Linked DNA regions of Podarcis muralis: region 1 is linked to region 2. The links are chromatin contacts, called in public Hi-C maps. All regions are on one chromosome and are shown on one strand. The core of a region is the stretch at or near the end of the contact, and the rest is flanking DNA. Distances in the headings are between cores, read along the strand shown. Region 1 holds the start of ANKRD63 (ankyrin repeat domain 63). Region 2 holds the start of SRP14 (signal recognition particle 14).

Region 1 (3,761 bases), core at 1,246-3,745, 230 kb before region 2:
CCAAGTCACAGGACCCTGCCAGGTGCTGCTCAGCATGTGGTCTCCACCAATTCACCCTAAAAGGTCCTGCATCTGACGCTAGTGGTGACCTCTGGCTTTTAGCATCCTACCACAAGCGCCCCTTTGCATCTGACTGCAGTCATGTGCTGAAAGCTGGTGGGCGCAGAGCTAAGAATTCACCAACAGGCACTGCACACCTGTCATGAGCATCCGGCTGCTGGAGCTGGTTCTTGACACAGAGAAAAGCTGTCTGGCAGCAGCGGCACAACGGCTGTTTGCTGGTGGGATGATGTTGCTTGGCCCTTAGAAACAATGATTAAAGAGGAAAATGCAGCACCTGACATACAGGGGCTCCCACTGAGTAGGTAGACTACCATGCATGTGGAGGTTCCTGCAGAATCTAGCAGGGGACAGAGAACAAGGGAAAACCCCAGTTCTCCTTTAAAATTAACAAACAGTTTCTAGACCTCGTGGGTAAGTTTGCCATTGGCAACTTGGCTGACAGTAAGAGCACGGGGCTCTGATGTTCAGAGGTGGGTCCTCTATGCACTGCCTGACTCAAGCTGCAAACTCATGCCAGCAGCTGTTGTTGCCTAGCCATGCTCCCCAACACCCATGACATCTTGCTTCCTGACATGTTGTGGTTTTTGTGCACTTTCTGCAAGCCAGATAATTGACAGATAGATTCAATTTATGCTGAACTCATCACAAAAATAAAACTACACTACTACTTGCAAAACAGCCTGAATTTCTGCCTTAACCTAAGGCAGGGGTAGCCAATGTGGTACCCTTCAATGCTGGTGGACTACAACTCCTGTCATCCCTGACCATTGGCCTGTCAGGAGCTCGTCCTACACTTGAGTAGCACCCTGGCAGAGACACATGCCCAACTGGCATGTTCTCTCCCTCCTGGTCTTTCGTTCGGGAGCTTCAAAAGATTTCTTCAGCCCGAACATCACAGCGACCAGTGCCAACAGACACCGGCACACTTAGGGATCTGCAGAGTGCTCGTAGTTTGCGTAACAGACCTCAGCAACTCAGCATTTTGGTTAATCTACTTTATTTACATATAAACACACACGGAGCACTGCAACATGGCTCCCTCTCTCCAGCATCAGTCAGCAAAAGGAATGAACAAAGGAAATAGTCCCACTTCATGGAACACAGTAACACAAACATCCTGTCTCCATCACTTCCCACGTCATGTGAAAGACAACAATCCCATGACTGCAATCACGGAGCAGGAATTCTAACATGGCCATGCTGGCTGGGGCTGATGGGAGTTGTATTCCAGAAACTCCAGATGCTCATGGATCTGCCTCACAACAGTGCGAAGCTGGCTACAAGACTTGGGAGCCACCATCAGAACTGGGCTCCTCTTCACCTGCCAGAATGGGTGGGCCAAGAGAGTGGTTTTTCACTTAATCTCTTGTAGAGAGATTTATGCCTTAATTCTTTTTATATATGAAATTGTTTACATGTTAAATTGCTTCCATTAATTTCATAGGAAGCCATTCATAAATAGAAATAAATAATCAGGCTGCAAAACCTGAATGCTGCAAAAGCAGAATTTTTGGGAGGGCAGCATAGAGATGAAATGAATGCAACTCTGTGCTGGTTCCTCTATGCTTGCTGCATTTCACAACACACAGCAGAAGGTGTGCACAGCCTCCCCTGTGAACCACTGACTTTGAGGTCATATGAAAGGATATGAAAATTTCACCTAGGATGGTGCATTTGCTGCAGGCATCCAGGAGCCCCTGCAGGAGGAAGTGAGTACAAGGCAGTAAGTGCAATTGTGGACCACTTTGGATTGCGGATAAACCCCTTCTTGCACTGATCCCAGTATTGTTACTAACCATCTGCCCTGCAGGAAAGTCGAGAGCAAAAGACCTGCAGGAGGTGCGTGGGCTACAGGGACTGAATGTACTGCATAGACACACATCTAATCCTCTGACAAGCTCATGCAGGAACAAAGGGTGAATTCACACATGCACAGTTGACGGCTGTAACTTTACAGCCACCCAGAACGTCTTCACCTTAACACCTTAACAAAACACTGGTCAAAAGGCACAGTTCAGACCTTCTTCACCCGTGGTAAGAACTACCAAATGATGTGCAGATAGATTCTCTCCATGGAACCACACACTACCAATGATATCACCTTGAGCCCTGAAAAAGTTCAGGCATAAGGATCCCCCAAGTCATCTTCCAGGGGGCTGGACTTGATTACCCTTTGGTCACCTTCCAACTAAAATAATTTTATTTTATTTTCACGTCTTCCTCCCTCCCTGGAGGATTTCACAACTCGGAGAACACCATGCGTGTCTTGTTTCAAGAAAAAATACCGTAATTTCCCGCATATCTATAGGACAAATGCCGTTCCAGTGTTCTTCGGTTTTTAGACTGTTGCCACACTCAGCCAATCCTGGCCAGCTGAGATGTGGACCTGCCACCTTGAACCAGTCACACGTCACACCATCGAAAGCACACTAATAACAAGGGCAGCGCATCTAGCGCACGACATTGCCCTGCCTTATTCGAGGTGGGCGGGGAGGAGCTGGAGGGGCTCCGGGAACCCTCGACGACCCAGCCCCGCCGCCCGCCACCCCAGCGCGCAAACGGGAGAGCGGAGGTGCCTCGGTGGCTCGCTCTCTCCTGACACTCCAAGGCGGCGATCGCCATGGCGACTTGAGGCGAGGTTATAAAGCGGCTCCGGGGAGCCGGCGCCTCGAGTCGCCGTCGGGCCATGAGCCGCGCGGGGTACGAGCAGCAAGCCATGCTGCGGCCGCGGGACCTGGGCCCGGGGGCGTCGACGCGCACCTTCCTGGAGGCCATGAGCGCGGGCCGCCTGCACCTGGCGCGCTTCGTGCTGGACGCCGTGGACGGCACCATCGTGGACTGCCGAGCCGACCGCGGGCGCACGCCGCTCATGCACGCCGTGGCGCTCAAGGACCCCGCGTGGCGAGTGGCCTTCGCCCGGCTGCTGCTGGAGCGCCGCGCCGCCGTCGACCTGCGCGACGACGCCGGGCGGAGCGCGCTGAGCCTGGCCTGCGAGCGGGGCTACCTGGACGTCACCAAGCTGCTGGTCCAGTACGGCGCCGACCCGGACGCGGCCGACTCGCGAGGCTGGAACCCGCTCATGTACGCCGCCTGGCAGGGCCGCGCGCCCGTCGTCGAGTGGCTGCTGCGCTCCTTCCGACGCCTCGGCCTCTGCCTCGAGCGCGCCGACCGCGCTGGCCGCACCGCGCTGCAGCTGGCCGCCAGCGAGGGCCACGGGCGCTGCGTGCGGGCGCTGCGGGCCTCCGGAGCCTTGATCCTCGAGCTGCCCGAGCCGGCGGCGGCGTCCCCCGGCGACGGCTCGACGGCCCCTCGGTCGCCTCGCAGGGACGGCGGCGCCCACAGGCGGGAGCAGGACGAGGAGGAGGAGGAGCGGGGCCCAGACGCCGCCGCAGCGCAGCCCGGCTCCGAGGCGGGGAAAGGGGGCGCTTCGCTGCGAGGCCGCCCGCTGATCCGCAGGGCCACGGCGCCCGACTGCCAGAGCCTGCTCGGCTACTAGGCGGCGAGGGCGGGAAGCGCGCGCTGCTCTCGGCTCCGGCTGCGCGTCCACTTGGCGCGGCCAGCTCCCGCTTCGCCTCGCAGGCGTTGCTTCTGCCCGCGGATCCAGCCTTGGTCGTCGTGTTCCGACGTGCCGGCCGCTTCGTCAGTGACCATTTGGACCATTGCATCGTTGCCCGCGGGCGGATTCGGAGCGCCTCCGC
Region 2 (3,687 bases), core at 983-3,482:
AGAACAGCCTTTACGAAAGGAGTCATAGGCTTTGAAGACACTCAAACTCAGGACGAAAGGGAGAAACGAGCTAAGAGGAAGGCACGTTTGGCAAACCCTCACCGTGATCAACTCCCACCCAGAAACATATATCCTCATTGTGGATCCAGAATTGGCCTCCACAGTCACCTACAGACACATCATTATGACCGTGCTCATGGAAGACAATGGGCTACGAGTGATCACTAAAGAAGAAGGGTGTGGACCTGATGTTCATCCTCTGGTAGACCTGGCATCCAGACAATATCTTTCCACTCACTACTAAAACTCTGTTATTTCCTTTGCTCCCTTCATACTTACAAGCCATTAATTAATTGCTTTGTTGCTGCAGTCAACTTCACAGACTCTCCCTGTTGTTAAAGGCACAAGAGCTCTGCCCAGAAAAAGAGTTGGCATTCCTCCTTTAAGACCAGGAGGAGAATGGGTCCCAGACCTCACCTGGAAACCGTAACGTACAACAGCTCTTTGCCCAACTTCACACTCACCATGAAAAGAAAATGGAGAATGAAGTGATGGTAATAATTAGCACAATGTGGGTGAGGTCTTTAGGTAGCTCACAAACCAACAGCATCACTAAGTTAACATAACATTGTCAGAATGGCTGTAGGTAATATTATATTGCAATTCCAGAAGGATTTGTGACACACTGTGTGTCATTGGAAAAGACATTCCATAAAATGTGATCTCAGATAAAAACATCTTTGAATGCTCAAAAATGATGGATGCTTGTCATTTTGCCTCCTGGGTAGTGCTGTATTAAGTATTTTAACATAAGTTAAAGACCAGATATAAATGCACCTACACATCAGGACAGAGAGGATTAACTTTAGTTATTTTATGCAGTCACAGTGCCTCCTACTGCTTTTGACAGCAAAATGTGAGCAGATTTTGATACAAAGGTCAGTCAGAAAGGAGTTGCTTGAGTTCTCATGATGTTTTAGAAAAATTAAAACAGCTTTTGCAAGCCAAGCCCATAGCTGAAAATTTCCCAGACACAGCCAGAATACAACAGTGTCTGGATGAAAATCCCTGAAATGTCCATTATTAATTTTTTTTGAACTTTGCTATTCAGCAACTTTTGTGTCCGGGTTTTCACTTTTTGAAATCTTAGGCAATTCCAAGATATGGGGTATTTATTTTATTTGTATACCGCCCTATACCCGTTGTTCACAACATAACAATAGAAAAAAACACATAAATAATAATAATAATAAATTAAATAAGACATTCTGCCGAATGTGCAGCCATCAGGTGTATCCGTCCATTTCCTTCGACAAGGGGAGGGAATGGCTGTAAAACCTTCCAAGAAAGTCCAGCATTTCGAAGGACAGACCTAGAAAACATTATGCTTCTCATACTGAGTTTTTTGAAACCAAAGGAATGCGCTTGAACATCCGTCTAATATCCAGAGATGCCTTTGGAGAAGATGCTGCACTTTCTCAGTGCCGGATTTATGTACAGTGGTGCCTCGCAAGACGAAAATAATCTGTTCCGCGAGTCTCTTCGTCTAGCGGTTTTTTCGTCTTGCGAAGCAACCCTATTAGCGGCTTAGCGCTATTAGCGGTTTAGCGGCTTAGCGGCTATTAAAGGCTTAGCGGCTTAGCGGCTATTAGCGGCTTAGCGGCTTAGAAAAAAGGGGGGGAGAGCGAAAAAAAATCGCAAGCCCATAGGGAAAATCGTCTTGCGAAGCAACTCAAAAATGGAAAACCCTTTCGTCTAGCGGGTTTTTCGTCTTGCAAGGCATTCGTCTTGCGGGGCACCACTGTATAAGCTAAACAAGCTATAGCCTAGGCCCACTCTCTTGGGAGCCCCCAAAAAATTTAAAGGAAAAAAAAGTGGATGTACATTTCCAAAGCATAAGATAAAAAACAAATAAAATAAAACCTACATACAGCAACAGCGGCAAATGGCTTTAGATACCTATTAGGTCCATAAATTACCATATTCTATTCAACATAAAAAAAGAGCGGCAATCTGTTGTTGACAAAGGACAGCTGGACATATAAAGGGCCCCATTACCTTCAGTAGCTTACGGCCTCATCAAACCTAAATCCGGCCCTCACCCTCCCTTAACGAGCCTATAAATGACAGGTTCGCGGGTCGCTCCGTTTGAAACCCCAGGGGACGGCGGAGCAGTACCGCTTGCAGCCAAGCGGGGGCAGCAGCGAGCCAGATCGGGGGCGGGGTTTCCCCTCTAGCCGCACCGAGCGCTGCGTCCTCCGTGGCGGCGAGAAGCACTTCCGTTTCCGGGCCGCTCCTTCGCTCCGCGGAATTGTGACGGGGCTCTTGCAGGCGCCGAGCGAGCGAGCAAAGGAGCCGGCTATGGTGCTGCTGGAGAGCGAGCAGGTGCCGCGGCCTCGCGTTTTCCTGGGTCCCTTGAGTTGGGGGCCGGGTAGGCAGAGCCGGGCCGGGTCCACCCACCCGCTTTCTGTGCTTGGCCGCCTCATGGGGGGCGGCGGGCGGCGTGGCAGTTCCTGAACGTGGCGGTGCCTCCCGTGAGGATTCCGGTGCGGAGATCCTAGCTCGCTTTAATGAACCCCCGAGTTGCGTTACCCTCGCATAGTTAAACCAAGATCCATTCATTTCTCAGGCGTATCGCCCCTGGTTTCTTAACGAAGACCAGCCAGGATTGCCACGTTTTGGGGGCTGGGGTTTTTTTTTGGGGGGGGGAGGGAGGGATTTATCAGCCCTGATAAATTGCTGCTTTGTGAAGGTGGGAATAGAGACCCGAAAATGCAAGCATTGCAATCGGATGGCGTCACTGGAAACTGCAATAAGGGGGGGGGGGGAATAAAACAAGGGTTGTTTCCCAGCTCTTGACTGTGTTAAGAATTCCATAAACCTCATTCATCCGCGATTGTTCTTAATCAGAAAACGGGTTTCTCGTTTGCAGTTTCTGACAGAGCTTACAAGATTGTTTCAAAAATGTAGGAGCACAGGCAGCGTCTATATAACGCTAAAGAAATGTAAGTATTATGTTAACTATTTCAGCAGTTGTGAATGGTGGATATGCCTGCATATTTGCCCAGTACTTCGTTTTTCAATATCGCCCCTTAAAAAAAAAAAAGCGTCGTGAGCCAGTTTGTACTGCAGTTGTTAGCATAAATGAAGTAATGCTGAAGTGGGCATGTATGAGAACTGAAAAATGTGTGGTTAGTCAAAGAAAACCCTTATCTGTAGCTCTCAGCTTCTTTAATACATGCTTCATTTTTGCTAGATTGAGGAAATTCTAAATGAGGGACTGGGAGGTCCAGAGCAGTGAGTACACTGTCACATCCTAGGTCCTGCCAACTCAGAAGGGAGGGAGCAGGTGGCACAGCTGATCAGGTCCCTAACATAGATTCAAAGTCTCCAGTGCGCTATCCAAAACAACCTGTTCTGAGCTTTTGTAGAATGCCCTCAACAGGAAAAGTGCCTGCAGAAGTGCCCTGTAGTTTGGGCATCCACTACAGTAGAGCTCCCACCCTAAGCGCTGGTCTCTGCCAGCCAAGTCTAGAAAGAAGCAACCACACTTTTACTCTATTGCCTGCTCCATCCCAGAGTTGGGAGCAGAGAACAGTAGATTGAATGGGGGTATAAAATTGATGAGATCCTCTTTTAGCACAGTAAATACTAAACCTCAGCTCGCAGCTGTTTGCACATTGGAGC

What was found. Hi-C and Micro-C count contacts between places; a contact is called where the count stands out from the background.
Region 1: a contact with region 2 is called in a Hi-C map of blood, with 4 times the contacts expected there. The contact joins the promoter of ANKRD63 here to the promoter of SRP14 in region 2. A contact is called at or near these places in 2 of 3 Hi-C or Micro-C datasets (blood and tail).

The regions. Positions count from the first base shown.
Region 1 is chr1:42,047,076-42,050,836 of rPodMur119.hap1.1, reverse strand. It overlaps ANKRD63 (ankyrin repeat domain 63), which reads left to right and starts at 2,495. Exons shown (of 1, transcript XM_028722529.2): 1 at 2,495-3,761. The coding sequence starts at 2,750. The coding sequence ends at 3,559.
Region 2 is chr1:41,812,861-41,816,547 of rPodMur119.hap1.1, reverse strand. It overlaps SRP14 (signal recognition particle 14), which reads left to right and starts at 2,232. Exons shown (of 5, transcript XM_028722364.2): 1 at 2,232-2,385; 2 at 2,933-3,005. The coding sequence starts at 2,362. LOC114593732 (a long non-coding RNA gene) reads right to left here and starts at 2,197. Exons shown (of 3, transcript XR_003705771.2): 1 at 2,059-2,197.